2 separate regions of the Bombyx mori genome follow, and region 1 is linked to region 2. Evidence: chromatin contacts called from public Hi-C data. All regions are on one chromosome and are shown on one strand. The core of a region is the stretch at or near the end of the contact, and the rest is flanking DNA. Distances in the headings are between cores, read along the strand shown. Region 1 overlaps LOC101740714 (serine/threonine-protein kinase MARK2). Region 2 overlaps LOC101740714 (serine/threonine-protein kinase MARK2).

The links. A called contact is a pair of places that touch in the nucleus more often than the background predicts.
Region 1: a Hi-C map of middle silk gland shows a contact between it and region 2, with 1.9 times the contacts expected there. The contact joins two enhancer-like sites. A contact is called at or near these places in 3 of 7 Hi-C or Micro-C datasets (middle silk gland, posterior silk gland and whole pupa).

Annotation. Positions count from the first base shown.
Region 1 is chr24:7,113,321-7,118,315 of ASM3026992v2, forward strand. It overlaps LOC101740714 (serine/threonine-protein kinase MARK2), which reads left to right. Exons shown (of 23, transcript XM_062675698.1): 22 at 412-571; 23 at 1,111-4,018. The coding sequence ends at 1,169. Among protein-coding and RNA genes, the nearest start is that of LOC101746552, 44 kb to the right of the region's middle. Within about 2 kb of position 1,426, at least 5 of the 8 cell types and tissues checked have open chromatin away from gene starts, as enhancers often do.
Region 2 is chr24:7,076,581-7,081,168 of ASM3026992v2, forward strand. It overlaps LOC101740714 (serine/threonine-protein kinase MARK2), which reads left to right. Exons shown (of 23, transcript XM_062675698.1): 6 at 1-89; 7 at 1,555-1,690; 8 at 2,902-3,037; 9 at 4,333-4,517. Among protein-coding and RNA genes, the nearest start is that of LOC101746552, 81 kb to the right of the region's middle. Within about 2 kb of position 2,996, at least 5 of the 8 cell types and tissues checked have open chromatin away from gene starts, as enhancers often do.

The sequences.
Region 1 (4,995 bases), core at 176-2,675, 35 kb after region 2:
GCTAACGCTAGGCCTAGCAAGAGCTGTGCTTCGCAGAATCTACCACCGGATCGGAAACGCGATCCACTGAGAAGATCCGACGAGAAACTCAATGGGCTGTGTCTGAGAGTCTATTTGCTCGATGAGCCCTTCGTCGCAAGCGACGGGTTCGATGAGAACGATGATCGGTGCTTGAGGTACCTAAAACCACCTTTAGTGGATCGAGACGATCCGAAATGACGTGTTTAGGGCGACACACTTGAGACCTTAGAACTCATATCTCTTGTAGATGTCTATGGGCTCCAGTAACCATTCTACAGACATCGACTGTTTACCATCCGATGACTTAGTGATTTATTTAAGTAGCCATTTTTTGTTTTTTCGTCGATCTAGATTAGTTACGCCATCACGATTCAGTTTTTACGTTTCCAGGTGCTCGATGCGAACAACTGCGATTACGAGCAGCGCGAGAGGTTCTTATTGCTGTGCGTGCACGGCGACCCCAACGCGGACTCGCTGGTGCAGTGGGAGATCGAGGTCTGCAAGCTGCCGCGCCTCTCGCTCAACGGGGTGCGCTTCAAGAGGATATCCGGTCAGTGTGACGTCACACGACGTTCGCCCTTTATTAGAATAAAATAAAAATCACTATATATACAGTAGGCGCGCGAGTTCATGTCCATCCTAAGGAATGCGGTAGTGCTGTGACCTAGTTAATTATGGTAATGTCGATAATAAGAGAAAAAAATATTTTTTATTCCAAATACAATCACTTAACAGATGAAAAGACAACCGACAGATCAGAGTCGGAATCAGTATATCTTTTCCGTAGGTTTTTTCTTCCTAAAGTTGTTGGAGTAGTCGTGGTTTATTTAAAATGAAATAACACAATAGCGTTATCGTTAATGTTCCATATCGATAAGCGCGCGTCACAACCGTGGAGGACAACACTCGACAAATGCGGGGCGGTGGGCGGGGGTGGGATGAGCCGTCCCCCGTGCGTCGCCTTTGACCCCGATGGACATGAACTCGCGCGCATACTATACAACTATCAGCAATGGCGGATACTTGGTTACGTCATTAACATTGCGCGGTGGAGTATAATAATTAGTTTTTGTTCAATACACCTTCCAGGAACAAGCATCGGCTTCAAGAACATTGCGTCAAAGATAGCGAACGAACTCAAGCTGTGACTGCCCGGGAACGTGGCCCGGCGCCGGCGCCCTCCCGCCGCGCCCCCGTGCCCCCCCTCGCCCCCGGTCCCCCCGCCCCCGCCGCCGCGCTCCGACAGCCTGCGCCTCTCCGCCGAAGACATGGTGCTGATCGCCAACGGGGGCCAGCGGACGTCCTCCGGCGCGCTGGCTCACTTCCTGGCCGCGTACAGTCCGGCCGAGCTGTCTCTGGCCCGCAGCGACTACCTGCGGCCGCCGGGCTCCCCGCCCCGCCTCCACCCCCGCTCGGCCCTGTCCCTGCGCGCCGACAGCGCCGACGTGCCCTCCCCCTACCGCGTGGCTTACTCCAGCACGCACACGCTGCGCCGACAGCCCCGCGCCCTCTCGCCCCCCACACCCCCGTCACCGTGCGACTGTCTGCCCCTCGAGCCGATCCCCCCTCCTGAGCTGTTCGATTTTTAAATTCGAATGTCGATTGATTAAATAACTTCAGGCTTCGCCTCCGGCGCGGTCGACGAACCCCCCAGGTCACGTAGTCAGATATACGATCTATCACTGAGCTACGTGAAGCTATGCGAAGCGACAAGTCGAATCCGTTTTTACTTTTAAAAAAAAATCGACTCGATGTTCATTTTTGGATGCACCTATCACCTCAGTGTCGATTGGTGTTCTCAATGTCGAATTTACTCCTTGTATATTTCTTTGTAATAAAGATTATTGTCAGATTATTGAATGTAACGGAGAAACGAAGTTGTTACGCGCCGGGACCAGTGCCGGGACAGTACGAGGAATGTTAATGTGCCAAGTGATGGGAAACGTATCGATAAAAATGACATGATCTATTATAAACACTGCGAACGCCAAACGTTTGTAACTCGAAAGGATACATCGGGCTCTATTCTGAAAGGGTCGACTTCGGACGAGATCAACTAATAAGTAATATCACCGCTCTGTGTGACGTCGGCGAAAATAAAAAGTATCGACTTTAGTAACTGCCGTCGTTTATCTCGGAATAGAGGCCCGGGATTTTAGTTAATGAACCGCTCTCGATGCTTAAAAGGCACACACTTGTATAATAATTTTACGTGTCATTACTTTCTGTAGATAAGTTTTTTTTTTTTTTTTTTGTTTAACAATGTCAGTGCGCTCTGAGAATGTATACATAAAGATAATAACGAGGAGAATATTGTTCAGGAAGACAACATCGCAACTCGCCCGAAGCTTGTGTTCACAAAAGACATTTTGATTTGACGGACCTACAGTCCGCTTAGGTACTTCTGCCCAACGTGCCACTGACGTTTTGTACAAATCGAGCTCAACCGATACAACATAGCTTAATGTTAATTAATTAATTAATTAATTACTGTATGTATCATTTCCTCATCTAATGTATCTATCTATGTATAATGACAAAATATAATTTTACAGTTTTACAAAAATAATTAAGTCCCCTTAGAACGAAAATTGTTTCAATAAATAAGATTAACTTGAATTTTTCGATTCCTTGTTAACTTTATTGTCAGTGTCGTATGTCAAAACGAGCCGTCAGCTCTGAGCGGGGTTGGATCGAGGAGATTGACAGGCGCCTAGCTGTCAATGTCATCCAGCCAGTGTTTACGTCAAGCTGTCAACTTAGAGCGCGTCAATCAGGGCTGGCGGTGAGTGACGCGGCCGCCCGCGTCTCTTGTCTCTTTCTAATTATAAGGCTGAATTAGAAAGTGTCAAATGTGTCGTTTCTTAATGTCTACAGGGTGTTGATTTTAATGTATAGTATGCGAGACTTCGAGCAATATATTGTTTAATAATTTCCGTTTTAAATTCGTTTTGTTGTTGTGCTTTTTGCATATGTATTTTGTTTTTTTTTTTGGTTTTTGTTGTTTATAACAACAATACTGTCATTAAATTAACACCCTACGATTCGGGTTAATACAGACGTAGGAATGTTTTACGACTAGTTCTATTCTCTGATGTTAAATAAATAGATGTGTAATTGTGATCAAAGTATTTATAATAATATAAAAAATATAATGTATTAGGGTACCTATATAGGTAGTGAGTCTTTCAATACGCAACGTACTTTGTAACTTCCAATTTGAGTAGCCACTGTGTTACGAAAGTAAATAAATGAATTATTGTTTCAAATTCATTTTCTTGAGCTAATAATATTAATTATGAAGAGCACGGCTTAGTTAGTAATATTGCCAGTGAAAATGTTTGGCCGTTGCTTTCAAGTCCGCAGAGTGCCGGTGCCGATTTTTGACGTTTATACTCTTGACAGATGTCATAGTGACATGTGTCAATAATTTTCAAACATTACGTAATCTAATCTACCTATTAGCTTTTTGTATTGATCCAGTTCGCACTAATATCTCAGTGCTCTTAATGTTAATAAATAAATAAAAATAGTGTTTGTATAAGATAATTGATAAAAATAAATCTCGTATTTCACAGCTCACAATTTTTTTTTTTTTGTAATTTAAAAATTACGCGATTTGTTTTTAGTGTTACTGTGTGCGTGTGTGTGCTTTTTCTTTGTGTGATCAAAAAAATAAGTAAATGGATTTATATTTATATAGAAAAAAAAATACTATGTAAGTAGATTGTAAACGTGATATCGGCGGGCGGCCGCGTTTTTTTTTTAAAAATAAAAATAAGTATAGCATACTCGTTTTTTTTTCTTCTGTGAAATCACAAAAAAACTTATATTTTTAAATCTTTCTTTTTTTTTGTTTCATTCTCCTATGTAGTTATCGATGTAATAATGTTCGGTGATGTTATGAATGCGTTCGAGTTTTTAATTAAGATCAAAAAAACGTGTACTACTTATTTGTAATCAATTATTATGAATTAATAAAAAGAAGTTGCCCTTGTTTGTTCGTTATTATTGTCTTTGTGTTGACTTTTTGAGGATTGGATGTGGAATGTGGCTTAAGACGGCTTGATAAAGAAAAAAGCCTTCTCGAAGTGTTTCCTTGAAAACACTTGGAGAGGGGTGGTGGTACGGGTAGGTTCCACCGTCCTGCCTATTTCTGCTGTGAAGCAGTAATGCGTTTCGGTTTGAAGGGCAGGGCAGCCGTTGTAATTATACTTGAAACCTTAGAACTTATATCTCAAGGTGGGCGGCGCATTTACGTTGTAGATGTCTATGGGCTCCAGTAACCACAACACCAGGTGGGCTGTTAGCTCGTCCTCCCATCTAAGCAATAAAAAAAAGGGTCTTGTCTCTTCGAGAAGTGAAGTCTCTTGAGATTAGATATCGTGTGCGAACCTGTGTGCTTAGTGCGAGTTTTTTAACATTCTCGATAGCGTAAAAGTTAGCTCTTATTCAAGGGCGGATCCAGCTTTGGCGCCAGGAGGGGGTCACATAGTCAAATTTAGATGCGTTCGTTCCGAAACGTTTGCCATTATACAAAGTTATTATATTATATTAAATTAATTAAATATTGAAGGTATGTAGTTACATAAAATCTGTATGGTGACAAAATCTAATATATAAAATTCTCGTGTCACAGTTTTCGTTGCCATACTCCTCCGAAACGGCTTGACTGATTTTGATGAATTTTTTTATGCTTATCCGGTATCTATGAGAATCGGCCAACATCTATTTTTCATCCCCCTAAATGTTAGGGGTAGTCCACCCCTAAATTTTATTTTTTATTTTTTAGACAAAATTTTTAATTACTATTTTTTTATGATACAACATACAAAAATACATACAAACCTAAATTTTCACCCCTCTACGATCAACCCGTATTTTTGCAAACTTTATTTTTTTTGGTAAGATTTTCATTTTTATTTTGTCATGAATTAAAACAAAAAATCTGATGTTACTCTCAATTTTTCATCC
Region 2 (4,588 bases), core at 1,746-4,245:
AGGAGAAGGAGGCCCGTGCTAAGTTCAGGCAGATAGTTTCGGCCGTCCAATACTGCCACCAGAAACGGATCATACATAGGGATCTCAAGGTAATAAGGACTATAATAATATTAATCACTTTAAGCTTTAAGCCGCGACTCCGTCCGCGTGGAATAGTTACTTTGGCGTAACGTTTAATGTTACCCCCACTACATTTACGTCAGCGGTCTGGGAACCGGGGTAAATTACCCCACATGGGGTAGTTTTATTGAAATGAAATTTTAGGGGGGTAAAAATGAAACTTTTGTGAGTAAAAAGTATATATTGAAGTGAAACTTCTTTAGAATCGTAAAATTTTTAGTTATTGTTTTCTTTTCTAAATTATCCAAGGAGCTTTAATATGAAAGATGCTAAAAAGAAGCGATTTCGTTTTTTTTTGTTCTTCGCCATGGGGTAATATCAACCTACACAAAAATATTTTGGGGTAATAATTTAAAAAAGTTCCCCGACCGCTGATTTACGTAGAAAGTGAAAATATTTTTGTATTATAGAATGTTAAAGGAGCTATTTAAACCCCTATTTTGAAACATTATTTATTGGTGCTCCACTTGTATTGGTCTTAGCGTGATGATATATAGCGTGAGCCTATAGCCTTCCTCAGTAAATGGGTTATCTAACACTGAAAGAATTTTTCAAATCGGACCAATACTTCCTGAGATTAGCGCGTTCAAACAAACAAACTCTTCAGCTTTATAATATTAGTATAGATAAACTATAGTTTCGATCCTAGTGTCCTTATGTAAGGTTTTTTGAAGGGAGGCTTATGTTTGGGACCGTTGTCATTTTGATATTTAATGAAACGTAAAAGCGACACTAAAGTAAGATGAACTTATATAAAGCCGTTGGAGGGAATGAGATGGAACGATTCGAAACGATTCACTTCTTACGTACGTGAATTGCACGCGTCTTTTTTATTTATTGTTCTAAATGTGCTGAAGATGTCACAGTGTAGACACAACGATGTGTATACCTCGAGAGTTGAGGTCGACCTCAAGTCACGGTTTTATTGTGTAACGTTGTCTCATTAGGTTTTGAGTTTTTGAGTGAATATCTGAAGACGTAGCGTGGGTAGGCCTCCCACACAAGGTCGACCGACGAGCTCTTGAAGGTCGCGGGAATCCACTGGAAAGAGGCAGCGCAGGTCCCTTGATTGTGGCGAGTCTTGCTGAACCCCATGTCCATCCGTGGACGTTTGTGGGCTAAATAGGTTGCGAGTTATTTCCTCCATTATGATCTGTTAAACGTTAAGATATTCGGTAAAGTTCACGCTGTTGTATTAGTGGTCACTCGACCTGGGCACATAATCTGGTAAAAATCATATTGATGGTGGTTGAAGGGTCTTGTGATTACACGTGAGTTTCAAGGGTGAAATGGTGATCGTTAGATAGCTGGATGACATTGTTGGGTAAGACTATAGAAATCTGTGAAAAATCACGTCAATCTTTTGCATTGGAATAAGATAGGACAATCAAACAGACAAAGCTCTCGATTCACATTCGTGTATTGTTATTTCAGGCCGAGAATCTTTTATTAGACGGCGAGATGAACATTAAGATTGCCGATTTCGGTTTCTCTAACGAGTTCACGCCGGGAGCGAAGCTGGACACCTTCTGTGGCAGTCCGCCCTATGCAGCCCCTGAACTGTTCCAAGGTTTGTCTATATTAATATACAAGCGGCCCGCTCCGGCTCCGCTCGGGTCTTTAACAAAAATTTCAACGGTATTTGACATTGTTTTATTTTTTAAAATAAAAGAACACTTATTGCGGCATAACTATAATTGTTAGACATATGCTGTCGCGACATTATTTTATTCTATCATAAATAGTTTTCGCAGTGCACGCGATTATTTATGATATTACGAAGAATATTTTAGGTAATTTTTTTACACCTTGGATTACATTATTGGAGTTTTAGTAAGGATCTCAATTTAAAAAAAAAAAAAAATTATATAGTCTATGTCACTCGGGAATAGTGTAACTTCCAAACAGTGAAATAATTTTTCAAATCGGTTCTATAGTTTCGGAGCTTATTCAATACAAAGAAACAAATCTTTCCTCTTTATAATATTAGTATACATAAATCTACAGTGGTTTTTACGGATGCTCCGTTATAACTACTGAACCGTGCATCCGGTTGACTTGAAACTTGGTATCCATGTAGAAAATACATGTACTTAATGGATAGACTATTATTTATATGAGCGTTGGACACCCTACACCGGTTGCGGGGGCGTTAATGATGAGAATCTTTGTGGGGGTGAGAAATAATAATGTTAATTTTGAATGGCCAGCGAAGCGGACGGGTACAGCTAGTCGTTTCTAAGGTTGTGATTCTATTTTCGTAACGATCACAACTAGGCAGGGCTGGACGTATCATAACAGATCGTGAACTGGCCTTTTTTCACTGGTGGTAGGACCTCTTGTAAGTCTGCATGGCTAGGTACCACCACCCCGCCTATTTCTGCCGTGAAGCAGTAATGCGTTTCGGTTTGAAGGGCCGTTGTAACTATATTTGAGACCTTAGAACTTATATCTCAAGGTGGGTGGCGGCATTTACGTTGTAGACGTCTATGGGCTCCAGTAACCAATTAACACCAGGTGGACTGTGAGCTCGTCCACCCATCTAAGCAATAAAAAAAAATTAGCCAAGTCGAAGTCAATTGTTAAGTAGGTATTTCATTAGAACATTTTGTACCCGCCTGCGGGATTCGAACACCGGTGCATCGCTTCAACACGAATGCATCGGACGTCTTATCCTTTAGGCCACGACGACTTACATTTACATTCGAGTCCCTCTTTTAACTGCTTTTCATAGGTATTCGGTGTAAAGTGTACTTATTCGCTGTACTATAAAAATGACAGGCAAGAAATACGACGGTCCCGAGGTCGACGTGTGGTCTCTGGGCGTGATCCTCTACACGCTGGTCTCCGGCTCGCTGCCCTTCGACGGCTCCACGCTCCGGGAGCTACGCGAGAGGGTGCTGCGAGGGAAATACAGGTACGTGCACACACACACTAGCGACATCTCTGTGTCGCCGTCTGGAACTAAATAGTTTATGACGATGTCGCTAGATGGCGTTATTATAAAATAAATTTGTAGGTGTGTTTTTATCGAATGAATTATTGCTTCGCGTTAATTAAACAGAACGCGGTTAGATAATGAATTTTTACAAAATGTTATTTACTATGCCTTATCAATGTCTTGCCTTCTTCGTACGTGTCTATTAAGCAAAAAAATAATAATTATGTGTCATATTTTTGACGATTTTAATTAATAGAATTAAAATCACATGACACGTAATTTGGTATTCTTTGAGAATTGATACTAGCAATGTATATGTTACGGTAAATGTACACTCTTGGGAAATGTACACTTTTACCGGCAAATGTACACATTTTTTTTTATTGCTTAGATTACTGGACGAGCTCACAGCCCACCTGGTGTTAAGTGGTTTCTGGAGCCCATAGACATCTACGACGTAAATGCGCTCCCCACCTTGAGATATAAGTTCTAAGGTCTCAGTATAGTTACAACGGCTGCCCCACCCTTCAAACTGAAACGCATTACTGCTTCACGGCAGAAACAGGCGGGGCTGTGGTGCCCACCCGCGCGGACTCACAAGAGGTCCTACCACCAGTAATTACGCAAATTATAATTTTGCGGGTTTGACCTTTTCCGGTTGATTGACATTTGACATTTTCCGGTAAACGTGCATGCACATTTGCCTCCTCGTTTGGGAAATGTGCATTCAACTAACAAAGAATGCGCATGCGCACCACATTACTAGCACTTGCGATTTCGCATTTTGTATGTCATGCTCACATTTACCAAAACGACATGGTCATTGTGAATTCAATGTACATTTGCCTTCTTTGTTAGTTGAATGCACATTACCCAAACGAGGAGGCAAATGTGCACATTTACCGGAAAATGTGTACATTTTTTATTTATTTTTATTGCTTAGATGAGTGGACGAGCTCACAGCCCACCTGGTGTTATGTGGTTACTGGAGCCCATAGATATCAACAACGTAAATGCGCCACCCACCTTGAGATATAAGTTCTAAGGTCTCAATTATAGTTACAACGGCTGCCCCACCATTCAAACGGAAACGCATTACTGCTTCACGGCAGAAATAGGCAGGGTGGTGGTACCTACCCGCGCGGACTCACAAGAGGTCCTACCACCAGTAAAACATTTGCCGCAAAATCTACTTTTACCGTAACTTATACACTGTACAGTATCGTTTTCTAATACAATTCTTTTTTGGTTTTTTTTTTATAAAACTCCAGAATACCGTTCTACATGTCAACGGACTGCGAGAATCTTTTAAAGAAATTCCTCGTCCTGAATCCTGCGAAGCGTGCGTCCCTAGAGAGCATAATGCGAGACAAATGGATGAACACCGGATACGAGGAGGACGAACTCAGGCCCTACGTCGAGCCGCAGCAGGACTTCAAGGACCACAAGCGGATAGGTACGTTGTGTCGCACCCCTGCCCTCCCATCCATCCCCCTATCTGCATTGTCCGCGAGTTTTAATAATTGA